Regions from separate parts of the Sus scrofa genome. Here regions 2 and 3 are each linked to region 1. The links are chromatin contacts, called in public Hi-C and HiChIP or PLAC-seq maps. All regions are on one chromosome and are shown on one strand. Each heading gives the region's core, a stretch centred on a gene start, on an enhancer-like site or on the middle of the called end of the contact. The rest is flanking DNA. Distances are from core to core; before and after follow the strand shown. Region 1 overlaps ADCY9 (adenylate cyclase type 9). Region 2 has its middle 6.3 kb from the start of SRL. Region 3 overlaps ADCY9 (adenylate cyclase type 9).

The links. Hi-C and Micro-C count contacts between places; a contact is called where the count stands out from the background. HiChIP or PLAC-seq counts read pairs in DNA pulled down with a chosen protein or histone mark.
Region 2: a contact with region 1 is called in a Hi-C map of skeletal muscle, with 2.5 times the contacts expected there. The contact joins two enhancer-like sites. A contact is called at or near these places in 11 of 47 Hi-C or Micro-C datasets (embryonic fibroblasts, fetal heart ventricle, heart right ventricle and 3 more) and 1 of 2 datasets of contacts at active chromatin or transcription factors (skeletal muscle).
Region 3: an H3K27ac HiChIP or PLAC-seq map of skeletal muscle shows a contact between it and region 1. The contact joins two enhancer-like sites. A contact is called at or near these places in 1 of 5 promoter capture datasets (liver), 6 of 47 Hi-C or Micro-C datasets (brain, embryonic fibroblasts, epiblast stem cells and 3 more) and 1 of 2 datasets of contacts at active chromatin or transcription factors (skeletal muscle).

Annotation. Positions count from the first base shown.
Region 1 is chr3:38,158,130-38,161,782 of Sscrofa11.1, forward strand. All of the region lies in intron 2 of ADCY9 (adenylate cyclase type 9), which reads left to right. Among named protein-coding and RNA genes, the nearest start is that of ADCY9, 43 kb to the left of the region's middle. Within about 2 kb of position 2,037, at least 7 of the 83 cell types and tissues checked have an H3K27ac peak or open chromatin away from gene starts, as enhancers often do. A contact at or near this core is called in skeletal muscle, where this site is marked.
Region 2 is chr3:38,065,331-38,068,834 of Sscrofa11.1, forward strand. No RefSeq gene overlaps it. Among named protein-coding and RNA genes, the nearest start is that of SRL, 6.3 kb to the right of the region's middle. Within about 2 kb of position 1,396, at least 4 of the 83 cell types and tissues checked have an H3K27ac peak or open chromatin away from gene starts, as enhancers often do. A contact at or near this core is called in skeletal muscle, where this site is marked.
Region 3 is chr3:38,269,118-38,272,803 of Sscrofa11.1, forward strand. All of the region lies in intron 5 of ADCY9 (adenylate cyclase type 9), which reads left to right. Among named protein-coding and RNA genes, the nearest start is that of CREBBP, 120 kb to the right of the region's middle. Within about 2 kb of position 1,939, at least 9 of the 83 cell types and tissues checked have an H3K27ac peak or open chromatin away from gene starts, as enhancers often do. A contact at or near this core is called in skeletal muscle, where this site is marked.

The sequences.
Region 1 (3,653 bases), core at 787-3,286:
AAGACTCGCCTCCTCCTGGATGTGAGCCGTGGTGGTGGTGCCCCCAGGCAGGGATGTGTCTGCATCTGCGCATGACATCTCTGGACCCCGGTGGAGATATGTTCCTTTTTCCTTCTAAGCACATTTCTGCAGCCGCCCTGGTTCCCCTGGTGGAAGCAGATAGAGGTGGGGGCATCTGCTGGTGGGTTCTATGCAGGGCTGCTCCTCCAGGGTGGCTCCAGCACCCCTAGGCCTTTCGAATCTTCCAAAGGCTTCTGAGCTTCCTCTCCACACAGCCCCACCTGGCCTGTCCTGCTTAATGGGCTCACATCCCCTCTGCCCTGTACCCAGCTGGTCTGCTCACTCTTCCCGGCACAGCCCACCCGCTTGGGTCTCTCTCTGGGATGTTTGTCCTTGTGACTCCTGGGACACTGTCCCTTCCGTTAGACCCCAGGGAGACAGAACCAGCAGGTGCGTGTACAGTAGACGGATGCATAGATGGGAGGGCAGATGGAGGATGGAAGCCAGTAGCTCTGGATCTTTCTCTACTCGTCTATATATTTAGATCCACCCACCCACCCATCCATCCATCAACCCGCCCACAGAGAGATTTAGTTTAAGGCATTGGCCCACATGATTATGAGGGCTGGGAAGTCTGAGGTCTTCGGAGCAGGTGGCAGGCTGGAGACCCAGGGAGAGTTGACATTGAGGCCAAACAGGGCATCTTTAAGTGCAGTCAACCCTTTAAGCAGTGCCGGGCCTCCCCTCCCCATCTGCCTGGCTTGGGTTCCTGTGGCTTCTCTAACCCTCTCTCTGTTCTCCGCACACACTCCCAACCCCCTTCCCTGACGGGTACATTCCTTCCCCTGCCCTCCCCATGGGGTTCATTGAATGGATGGGAGAAGCCCTGGGTTTGTGAGTCAGGCAGATCCAGGTTCAAGTCCAGAGACTCTGTTCCTAGCTGGTGACCCAGAACGAGGTCCTTCTGCTCTGCGCCTTGGGCCCCACTCTGAGGTGGTGACGTCCCAACTCTCGTCCCTGTGAAGCGCCTGCAGGGTGGATGCCTCCCTGGCTCGGCATCCTTTTCTCTCCTCCCTCCCCTGCCCTCCCTGCCAGGGAGCCCCGCTCCCAGCTGTGCCCAGGGGTTGGGTGCCTCAGTGCTGGTGTGTCAGTCGGAGTCTCCCGAGAATGTGTATTTACAGATGTGTATTTACAGAGGGGGTTGTGGGGACTGGAAGGTCAGAAATCCACAGGCGAGGAGGCCAGCAGGCTGGAAAGTCTGTCGGGTGAAGGCAGAATTCCTTCCTCCTTGGGTCGGGGAGGGGGGAACCTCAGCCTTGTCTCTGAGGGCCTTCGACTGATCGGACGAGGCCCACCCACCCCAGGGAGGGTGATCGGCTTGACTCTGAGGCCGTCGATTCACATGTGAAGCACGTCTCCAAATTACCCGCAGAGCAACATCCAGACTGATGTTTGAGCAGATGGCTGGGCATCTGCCCTCTCTTGTGTGAGGCTCACCTCCAGTGTGGCTGGTGTGCCCTGGCTCACGTACCATGTCCTGTGTCACGTGCTTTCCTTGGCTTGTTTGATGTCGTCCTCATAACAGCTGTATGTTGTAGGTCCTGTTTTGAGCTTGAGTTTAGAGAGACGAGATCTTCGTTCGAGAGAGGTTAAGTAGCTAGCCTAAGGTTGCACAGCAAGCTGTGGAGCTGGGGTTTGAAGCCAGGCAGTTCCATGGCAGAGCCCACTGCCTTAGCCTCACACGGGCCTGCCGACTCTTCCAGAATCCCCAAGAGCCCCCACCCCCTTCCCTGAGCCCTGCTGGGACTTGCAGGTCTCAAGCCATTTCCCTTCTCTGCCCATGCTGTCTCTCCCCTCCCTGCTGGGGGCAGGTGGCAGTGGGTTGAATGTGACTGCAGCCCAGAATTGCCTGCGGTCAGACCTCTCTGACTCCGCTTTGAGTCAGGGAGGAAGGAGAGCTGCCAGCTCTCTGCCGTGTCCCTGTCCTGGCAGCCAGGGCCCTCCCCCATGGCCACCATCCCTGGCTGGGCCCTGGCGGGACCACAGTCTTGCAGATGGCACTGTGGGCACAGGCACAGCTGATAAGGCTGCAGGAGGAAGACCAGCTCTGGACCGCTGAGTCAAACGAGGTCCCTCCCGCAGGGCCCTGCGGCCTGGCGGCAGCTCAGGCAGTTAACACAAACTTCCGCCTTCTCGGGATACTTAAGCAGCCCAGGAAGGAGGTTTTACGCTGTCCTGGCAATGCAGCTGGGGCCTGTGGCATCAGCATTCTTCCCCCAGCCTCCCTGATCTCTGCCCTGCCCGGCACTGCCCTGGGTTTGTGCGCTGCCCTGGATACCAGCTTGCTGGCCCTGTTCCCTGGTTCTTGGCTGTCCTGACCAAGGCTTGTGGCTGCAGCAGCTGCCGCTGCACCCCTGTCCCCACTGAAGAACAGGGTGACAGTGACAGCCTAAACCTGCCTCCTTCCGTAGTGGGTTCAGTAGTGTCCCCCTAGCTCCTGACCCCTGGGAACGTCTTTGGAAAACAAGACCTTTTTTGGTCTTTGTAGATGTCATTAGCTTGAGATGGTGAGCTCTTCTTGAATTGCCTGGGTAGGCCCTAACTTCAGTGACAGGTGTCCTTGTGAGGGTGAGGCAGGGAGCTCCCATTGTGGCCCAGCAGGTTAAGAACCCAACTAGTATCCCTGAGGACATGGGTTTGATTCCTGGCCTTGCTCAATGGGTTTAGGATCTGGTGTCGCTGTGGCTGTGGTGGAGGCCGGCAGCTGCAGCTTGGATTCCACCCCTAGCCCGGGAACCTCCATATGCCATGGATATGGCCCTAAAAAAAAAAAAAAAAAAAAAAAAAAGAGGAAGAGGGGCCAGAGGATGGAGGCAGAGATTGGACCCCTGCAGCCCCCACCCCAAGGAACATCAGGAGTCCCAGGAGCTGGAGAGACGAGGAAGGAACCGCCTCCAGAGTCTGCACAGCCTGCTGACACCTCGATCTTGGAACCGTCCCTCCAGAGCCATGAGAGGATGAAATCTCTATTGTTGTAAACTCCCGAATTGGTGGTATTCTGTTCCAGCAGTCCTTGGTCATGTGTGCGGGGCCCGGGGAGCAAGGCTGCTCCTGCCTGGCCTTGGAGCTCGACTCTGATGCCTGGACGTCCCAGGGCCCAGTAGAAACTAGCAGACGGAACTGGAGTAAATTGAATGCCACCGACTTTTATTTATTTACTTATTTATTTATTAGGGCCACGCCTGTGGCACATGGAGGTTCCCAGGCTGGGGGTCCAATTGGAGCTGCAGCTGCGGGCCTCCACCACAGCCACAGCAACGCTGTGGGATCTGAGCCACGGCTACGACCTACACCACAGCTTGTGGCAACACTGGATCCTTGACCCACTGAGTGAGGCCAGGGATTGAACCCAAGTCCTCATGGATACTAGTCCGGCTCGTGACCCCTGAGCCATGATGGGAACTTCCTAAATGCCACCGACTTAGAAGGTGGCCGTCAGGGACTCACCTGAGTTCAGATCCTTCCTGGAGTATTTGTTGGTTCAACTTTTCTTCTTCAAAGTATGGGTGGGACTTGAGTGAGGTAATCCATGGAAAATGCCAGACCCAGAGCAGGTGATAGTAAAAGTGCTTGTCACTGTTAGGGTGGAGCAG
Region 2 (3,504 bases), core at 146-2,645, 93 kb before region 1:
AGAAATTCATGTATGGTTTTGTGTATATCAGCCATCAATTCATTTTTATAGCTAAGAACATTGCATTACATGAATATACCACAGTTTGTTTAGCCAGTTACCTAACAATGGACGTTTGGGTTATTTTAGTAGATACTGTGCCCCAAATAGATGGTGCCAGGCTATTGATTCTGTCACCACTGTGTGCTGTGGCAGAGTGGCCATGGAGGGACATTCTAAGCACGTGCCGCTGACCCTCTTTGGGGGTGGGTTCTTCCGGGAGGGGCTAGGCGTTCTTGGTTCCCGGTGGCCTCCTGCTCCCTGTTTTAAGGTCTATTTTAGGGCTTAAACCTCCCGGGAAACGTAAGTCCGCTCTGATCTCTGGGATCATCATACTGTGTCGTCTCTGCGAAGATCCTTAGAAGAAATTCCTGTCGCGTTTCAGTAGCAGACACAATTTCACTTCTCGCGAACAGTTGGTTTGTTCTTATTTTAAGGACCCTGAATTGGCACGTGATCAAGTTACACACATGTGAGGCCTTAGGAATGTAGTGCGGTGGTGTGCTTTTGTGTCAGCCTGGCCCGTGGCTCCATTTCGTGTGCCTGCCTTTGTGTGGTTTGCTTCTCCTGTGGCTTCCAGTTCTTGTTTTCTGCGTGCGCTTGATGACTATTTGGGAGCCATCTTTATGCTTTTCCGGCACAGGGTGGGTCGTGAGCAATCAGTGCTGCTTGTGCCCCGATTTGGGGGCGTCCCTGGCAGCAGAGCAGTCGCCTGGCTCTGTGACACGTTCGAAGGGCTGTCTAGCGGAAAGGAGGACCTTCCTGTGACCTTGGCCTCCTTGGCGGTTGGTGAACTGGCCTCAGCCCAGTAGGTAAAGCACATGCAAATCCTCCAGCCACCTCTTGGAGCTGGCTGGCCATGCCGTCCTTCTCCTCAGAGTTTGCTGTCTCTGGCTCTCCCCATCCCACCCGAGCCCACGCCTCCATCCCTTCTTTATCCAGCTGCTTCTCTGTACTTTGCTGGATGCTGCTGTCCTTGGCACGTTTGTCTCCCCCCCTCTCTCTGGAGTTCTGCTTGTCCTCCCTCGCCCTGCGAGTCCTGAGCAGGGGCTGGGGTTAGTGCCATTCCCTGCCTCGGTCCCTTCTCTCCTCTTGCCCTGCTGAGTTGCAGGTTCTTGCATTGATTGACACGAGCGTGTGGTGCCCAAGAGGAGGGGGTAGGACTGGGGGCTGTGGGGCAGGAAGGGCCCTGAATCTGGCAGCTGTAGGAAGGAATGAGCTCCCCAAACGGTCTCTCCCCCCACCACACCCCTGGTGTTGAAAAGGAGCTGGGGTGACAGCTGCTAAGTTGCCTGAATTAGGGGGCCTAGGTCCAGGTTTCCCTGGGTGCGGCCTGTTTCCGTGGCAGCCTCAGGATCAAGTTAAAGAGGAAACAGCGGTGCAGTGATTCGAGAAGGCTGTGGGAGCCGCACACATTCCAGATTCAGTTCTGTCTCACATGGCCTCCTGGCCTGTGGGGAGACAAAGAGGATGCTCTGAAAATCTGAAAGAGAACTGATGAAAATCAGTTCCCTTGCCAGAACGAGGGATTGCCTGGGATGGATGGGCGCTGGGGGTTAGTGGGGGGCTGCTTGTTTGCAATCACGGGGCGAGGCAGTCTCCATACTCAGGGGAACCTCGAGGTGTGTGTCCCTGGCTTCCTGTGGGAAGATGGAGTGGCCAGTGGGGCGGAGATCCGGAATCATGTGGCTGGTTCTGGGCCTCATGTGGCGTTCACACAGCAGTTAGTGTTCACTGGTAGTGAGTTCCCTGTCACTGGAGGTGTTCAAACAGATCCCTGTCAGCTAATGTGGGAGGGATTCCTGCATGGGTGGGGATTTAGGTCCTTGTAAGGAAGACGGCTTCTAATGGCTGAGATAAAGGGAAGGTCCTCTCTGGGAGGGCTGCTTGCTGCCCTGTGTTAGTGTCGAGTACAGAGCAGATCCAGACGCAGGGGCCTGCGTTGTCAGGGTTTTGGCCTTCCCAGCCCCTCAAGGAACTTTTTTAGGGCTGCACTCATGGCACATGGAGGTTCCCAGGCTGGGGGTCGAATCGGAGCTGTAGTCACTGGCCTATGCCACAGCCATGCCAGATTCAAGCCGTGTCTGTGACCTACACCACAGCTCACGGCAATGCCGGATCCTTAACCCACTGCGCGAGGCCAGGGATTGAACCTGCAACCTCATGGTTCCTCGTCGGATTCGTTTCCGCTGAGCCACGTCGGGAACTCCTCGAGGAACTGTTTGACATAGGGATTGATCTAGCAGGTCATTTGCCAAAGAGGCCCCAGACTGTGGGAGGGCAAGGACCCTTATGCTCTGCTGAAGTCTATTACGTGTGTTAGTGTTATGCCTAAAAAGCAATGTATATACTTTGGGGTTATTTTGGCTGCATCTGAGGCATGCAGTTCCCGGACTAGGGCTAGAACCTTTGCCACCGCAGTGACCCAAGTAGTGACAGCATCGGATTCTTAACCCACTGTGCCACCAGGGAACTCCAAGGTATATTTTCTTTTCTTTTTTTTTTTTGTCTTTTTGCCATTTCTTGGGCCACTACCGTAGCACATGGAGGTTTCCAGGCTAGGGGTCCAATCGGAGCTGTAGCCGCCAGCCTACGCCAGAGCCACAGCAACGCAGGATCGAGCCGTGACTGCAACCTACACCACAGCTCACGGCAACGCTGGATCGTTAACCCACTGAGCAAGGCCAGGGATCGAACCCGTGACCTCATGGTTCCTAGACGGATTCGTTAACCACTGCGCACAACGGGAACACCCCCTTTTTTTTTTTCCTTGTATTTTCTTTTCTTTTTTTGTACACACCTTAATTAAAAATATTTTGGAGTTCCTGTCGTGGTGCAGTGGTTAACGACTCCCACTAGGAGCCATAAGGTTGCAGGTTCGATCCCTGCCCTTGCTCAGTGGCTTAAGGATCCGGTGTTGCTGTGAGCTGTGGTGTAGATCACAGACGTGGCTCGGATCCTGAGTTGCTGTGGCTCTAGTGTAGGCCGGTGGCTACAGCTCCGATTGGACCCCTAGCCTGGGAACCTCCATATGCCGTGGGAGCAGCCCTAGAAAAGGCAAAAAGACAAAAATAAATAAATAAATAAAACTATTTTGTTGCTTCAAAATGCTAGCCTCTGAGCCTTTGGTGAGTCATAAGCTTTTTGCAATAGTCTGAGCGGAGGAGAGGGGATGGCAGTGCCCTGGGGGATGGGGGGTGAGACCAGCGCGGAGATTTCCCAGGGCTCAGTGAGGCCTGTGGGAATGTAGGACCTGAGGGTTTATCTTCAACTGAGTCCACCTTCCTTTTTAATCTCTCTTATTTTCCATACGGAGTGTTTTTTTTTTTTATTCTTCGATTTTTTGAAAGTTGTGATAAACGTATGTACTTAATGTAGAATGACCATTTTCACCGTACTGTTCAGTAGCATTAAGTATACTCAGGACGTTGTGTGACCGTTACTACCATCATTTTTTAAAAATTA
Region 3 (3,686 bases), core at 689-3,188, 110 kb after region 1:
TTAACCACTGTGCCACGACGGGAACTCCCGACAACTCTTCTTTAGAGAGGAGTTCCAGCTTAGAGGTGCAGGAAGCAGTAGGGAGCGAAAATCACCATTAGAGCGTCGCCGTGGTAACTGCTATAGGCAGGATCCATGGGTGAATTCTAAAATTAATGGGTTGGAGTTCCTGTTGTGGTGCAGCAGAAACAAATCCGACTAGTAACCATGAGGTGGCGGGTTCCATCCCTGGCCTCGCTCAGTGGGTTAAGGATGCAGCGCTGCCGTGAGCTGTGGTCGGATCCTGCATTGCTTTGGTGTGGTGTAGGCAGGCAGCTGTAGCTCCGATTCAACACCGAGCCTGGGAACCTCCATATGCCTCAGGTATGGCTCTAAAAAGCAAAAAAAAAAATGAAATCAGTGGGTGAAAGTTTAAGGACAAACAGGGCACTTGCACAGCCTCCAAGTAACCCCCCCGCCCCCCAGATTCATTCACTGTAAAGGGAGAACCGTTGCTGGACAGTGGAAGATCCAGCAGGGCCTCCTGTCACCCGATGACTGCGGTTAGCAGCAGGAGTAATAAGACTGGCCTCCTGCCCCCACACCCCATGTGATATGCAGAGAAGGGCCTGTCACCTCTGTGGGGTCCTTCCCTCATCCTAAAGCACAGTCCACTCGTGAGAAAAGAGACATATCCAAATTCAAGGACAGTTTACAGAATGCCTGACCAGGACACTTCAAAAGTGACAGGGCCGCCAAAGACAAGGGAAGGCTCAGGCCTTGTCCCAGACAGGAGGAGACGAAGGGGACACAGCGCTCCAAGCACGTGAGCTCCCAGGACAGAAAGGGGACGTCTGGGAGGGGCCCGGTGTGGTTCGTAGCACGGAGTCCAGGTTCGCTCCTTCGTTTTCATAACTGACCACAGTTAGTATAAGAGGCTAACATGAGGCGAGACTGGTGGGGGCCGTGGGGGGGCGTGTTGGAGAGGGAGGCCGGGGGTGGCCGTGTCAGGGGTGGGGAGGCTGGAGGTGGCTGTGCGGGGTACTCTCTGAACTGTCTTTCCCACTCTAAGTCCAAAATTGTTTCAAAATAAAACCTTTTAATATGTGTGTATAAAAATTTTGGTTTGTTTCTATACATTTGTGATGTGATATAAATATACTTGTTATGGTTACATTCTGTGTGACACGTGACTTGGAAAGGGAGGGACAGCTCAGGTGATTGGCATCAGGTAGTGCAGTGTTGCACATAAAAAACATCTTCCCAGAAGTTTCCACTGTGGCTCAGCAGGTTAAGAACGCGATGAGGATCCATGAGGATGATGGTTGGATCCCTGGCCTTGCTCACTTGGTTAAGGATCCAGCATTGCCACAAGCTGTGGTGTGGATCACAGACTCGGCTGGGATCCTGAATTGCTGTGGCTGTGGTGGAGGCTGGCAGCTGCAGCTCCAATTCAACCCCCAGCCTGGGAACCGCCATGGGCCACAGGTGCGACCTTAAAAAGACAAAAAGGAAAAAAGAAAAAAGAAATTTCCCCCAGTACCAAATATTTCCTGACTTTGACTTTCTGATGAGACGGCACGGCAGCGTGGGGACACTGTCCTTGCCCATCAGCCTCGGTCATTAACCTCGGCTGTCGTTGAGGGCTCAGGAGCCGGAGCCGTGGTCCCCTGCTCTGCACTCCGTGACCTGGTGACTTTGTGCCGGCGTCTTGCAGACGTGTGCTTTGTTTGTTGTTCTGTCTCTAGCATTCTCGGGCTGTCTGCCTTCTGTTCTTACAGCTTCTGGATGCCTTTCTTGCTCTGTAATAATTACTGCCTCTCTTTTCCTCTAATACTTGGCTTCTACTTTTTGTAGGCTTTTGTTAGCAGAAATCATCTGTTTAGGAGTATGCATGCCTGTGCCTGATCCACTAGCCCAGGGGGCATGCCTGGCTCACCCGGGGCAGGTCGCGGCCTGGGTGGCTCCTGTTCCTTGGAGAGTCACGTGTGAAGGTGGGGTCCAGGGCAGGGGTGCTGCTCGGGCTCCAGCATCCCTCTGCCATTCGCTAGCGCCTTCTCTCTCGGCCTCCGTTCCCTCTTGTGTTAAGTGGGCTGATCACGCTGCTTCCCAGGTGCTTTTGAGGAGCACACAGAGTAAAGCAGGAAAGAGCTTGGAAGCCAGAAGGGACCTCAGGAAGTCGTATTTGCCACTGTTGCCCCATCCGCCGGTTTCAACCTGGGTTCTGAGTTTGGGAAGCAGGGTCTGCCTCCCCTGGTCCTGGGACAGCTCGCTAAGCAGTCTTGTTCCGCAGATCGAACAGGCAAAGCAGAACTTTTCTGATGTTGTTTCCGCCTCTTTTCTCGGAAAAGAGATTTCCCTGCTCCCTCCCTTGACAGTTATGAGAAAGGACAGCTGTTGGCTTAGAAATGATTTCTCTTGTCAAGAGAAATAGCCTGGAAGAAAGAACTGTTTGAGAGCTCTGTGCCATGTATGCCAAACAGAATGTAGGGTACGTGTGTTGGAAGGTGTTAAAAGCAAATGCAGGCGCTCCCAAGTGTGTTGGAGAAACAGCCGTGATCTTCGGCAGAGCCCGTGCCGTTCCTGGAGGACACGGCACCGGCTCTGGGGCTGCTCCGGGGGATGCTGGGCTCCCAGGCAGCGGCCAGCACACGCCTTGGCTCCAAGAGTCCTCTGTCTTAGGAGCCAGAGCTGGTGTTGGTGAAGCTTCCCTTGGTTCCAGGATCCACTGGTGCCACTTAAAGGAAGCTGGAGGGGTCATCACTGCCGGGGTCCCTTCACGGGAACAAGGCAGAGGAGACCAAAGCGCCAGGCTTATTCCCAGGCCCTACCGTGCCCAGAAACGAGGCCAGAGAGGCTGCCTGGTGGCCAGGCCAGAAGTCGACCCCTGCCATCGATGGTCACTCCTGCCTCGCAGTTTCCATTCGGGGATTTATGGAGAGCAGGCCTGCGAGGCTGCGGACATCGCGTGAGTAAGGACCTGATGTTCTTTGTTGACATGTCCTCAGCTCCAAGGCGCTTCCAAGCCACAGCAGCTGCTGTCATTAGAACAGTGACTTTGGGAGTCATGTCTCAGAGGGTTAAGAACCTGACTAGTATCCATGAGAATGTGGGTTCGATCCCTGGCCTCGCTCAGTAGTGAAAGGATCCAGGGTTGCTGTGGCTGTGGCTGTGGCGTAGGCTGGCCCCTACCCTGGGATTTGACCCCTAGCCTGGGAACTTCCATATGCCACAGGTGCAGCGCTTAAAAAGAAAAAAAAGAGAGAGAGATACCTAAAAATAAGCGGCTGGGCAAGAGTGGACTTGCAGTGGCTGTGACCAAGGACTTCGAATGACCAGAGGCAGCAGTTTCAGAACCAGAGAGAACAGTGACCGGAAGTTTCAGGACCAGCGTTTACGGAGCACTTGCCAACACATCAGGCGTGTGCGGAGCCAAGCTTGGTCCGTGCACACTCACTCGTGCCAGCCCTCTCCCGAGGTGGATGTCACCAGTCCCCACGCTCCCCTCCCCCAGGCCAGAACGTGGCCTCATCACCCTTCTCAATTCCACCTTTGAGGAGGCCAGTGCCAGGGGGTTAGAGCTGACCTGAAATGCCTCTGGCAGGCTTTGCGTGCATGTCCTCTTTCTGCGCTTAGGATGATTTTTCCAGGGAGCTGTAATCCTGTTTTACAAAGGAGGAAACTGAGGCTCAGAGTGATTCGCATAC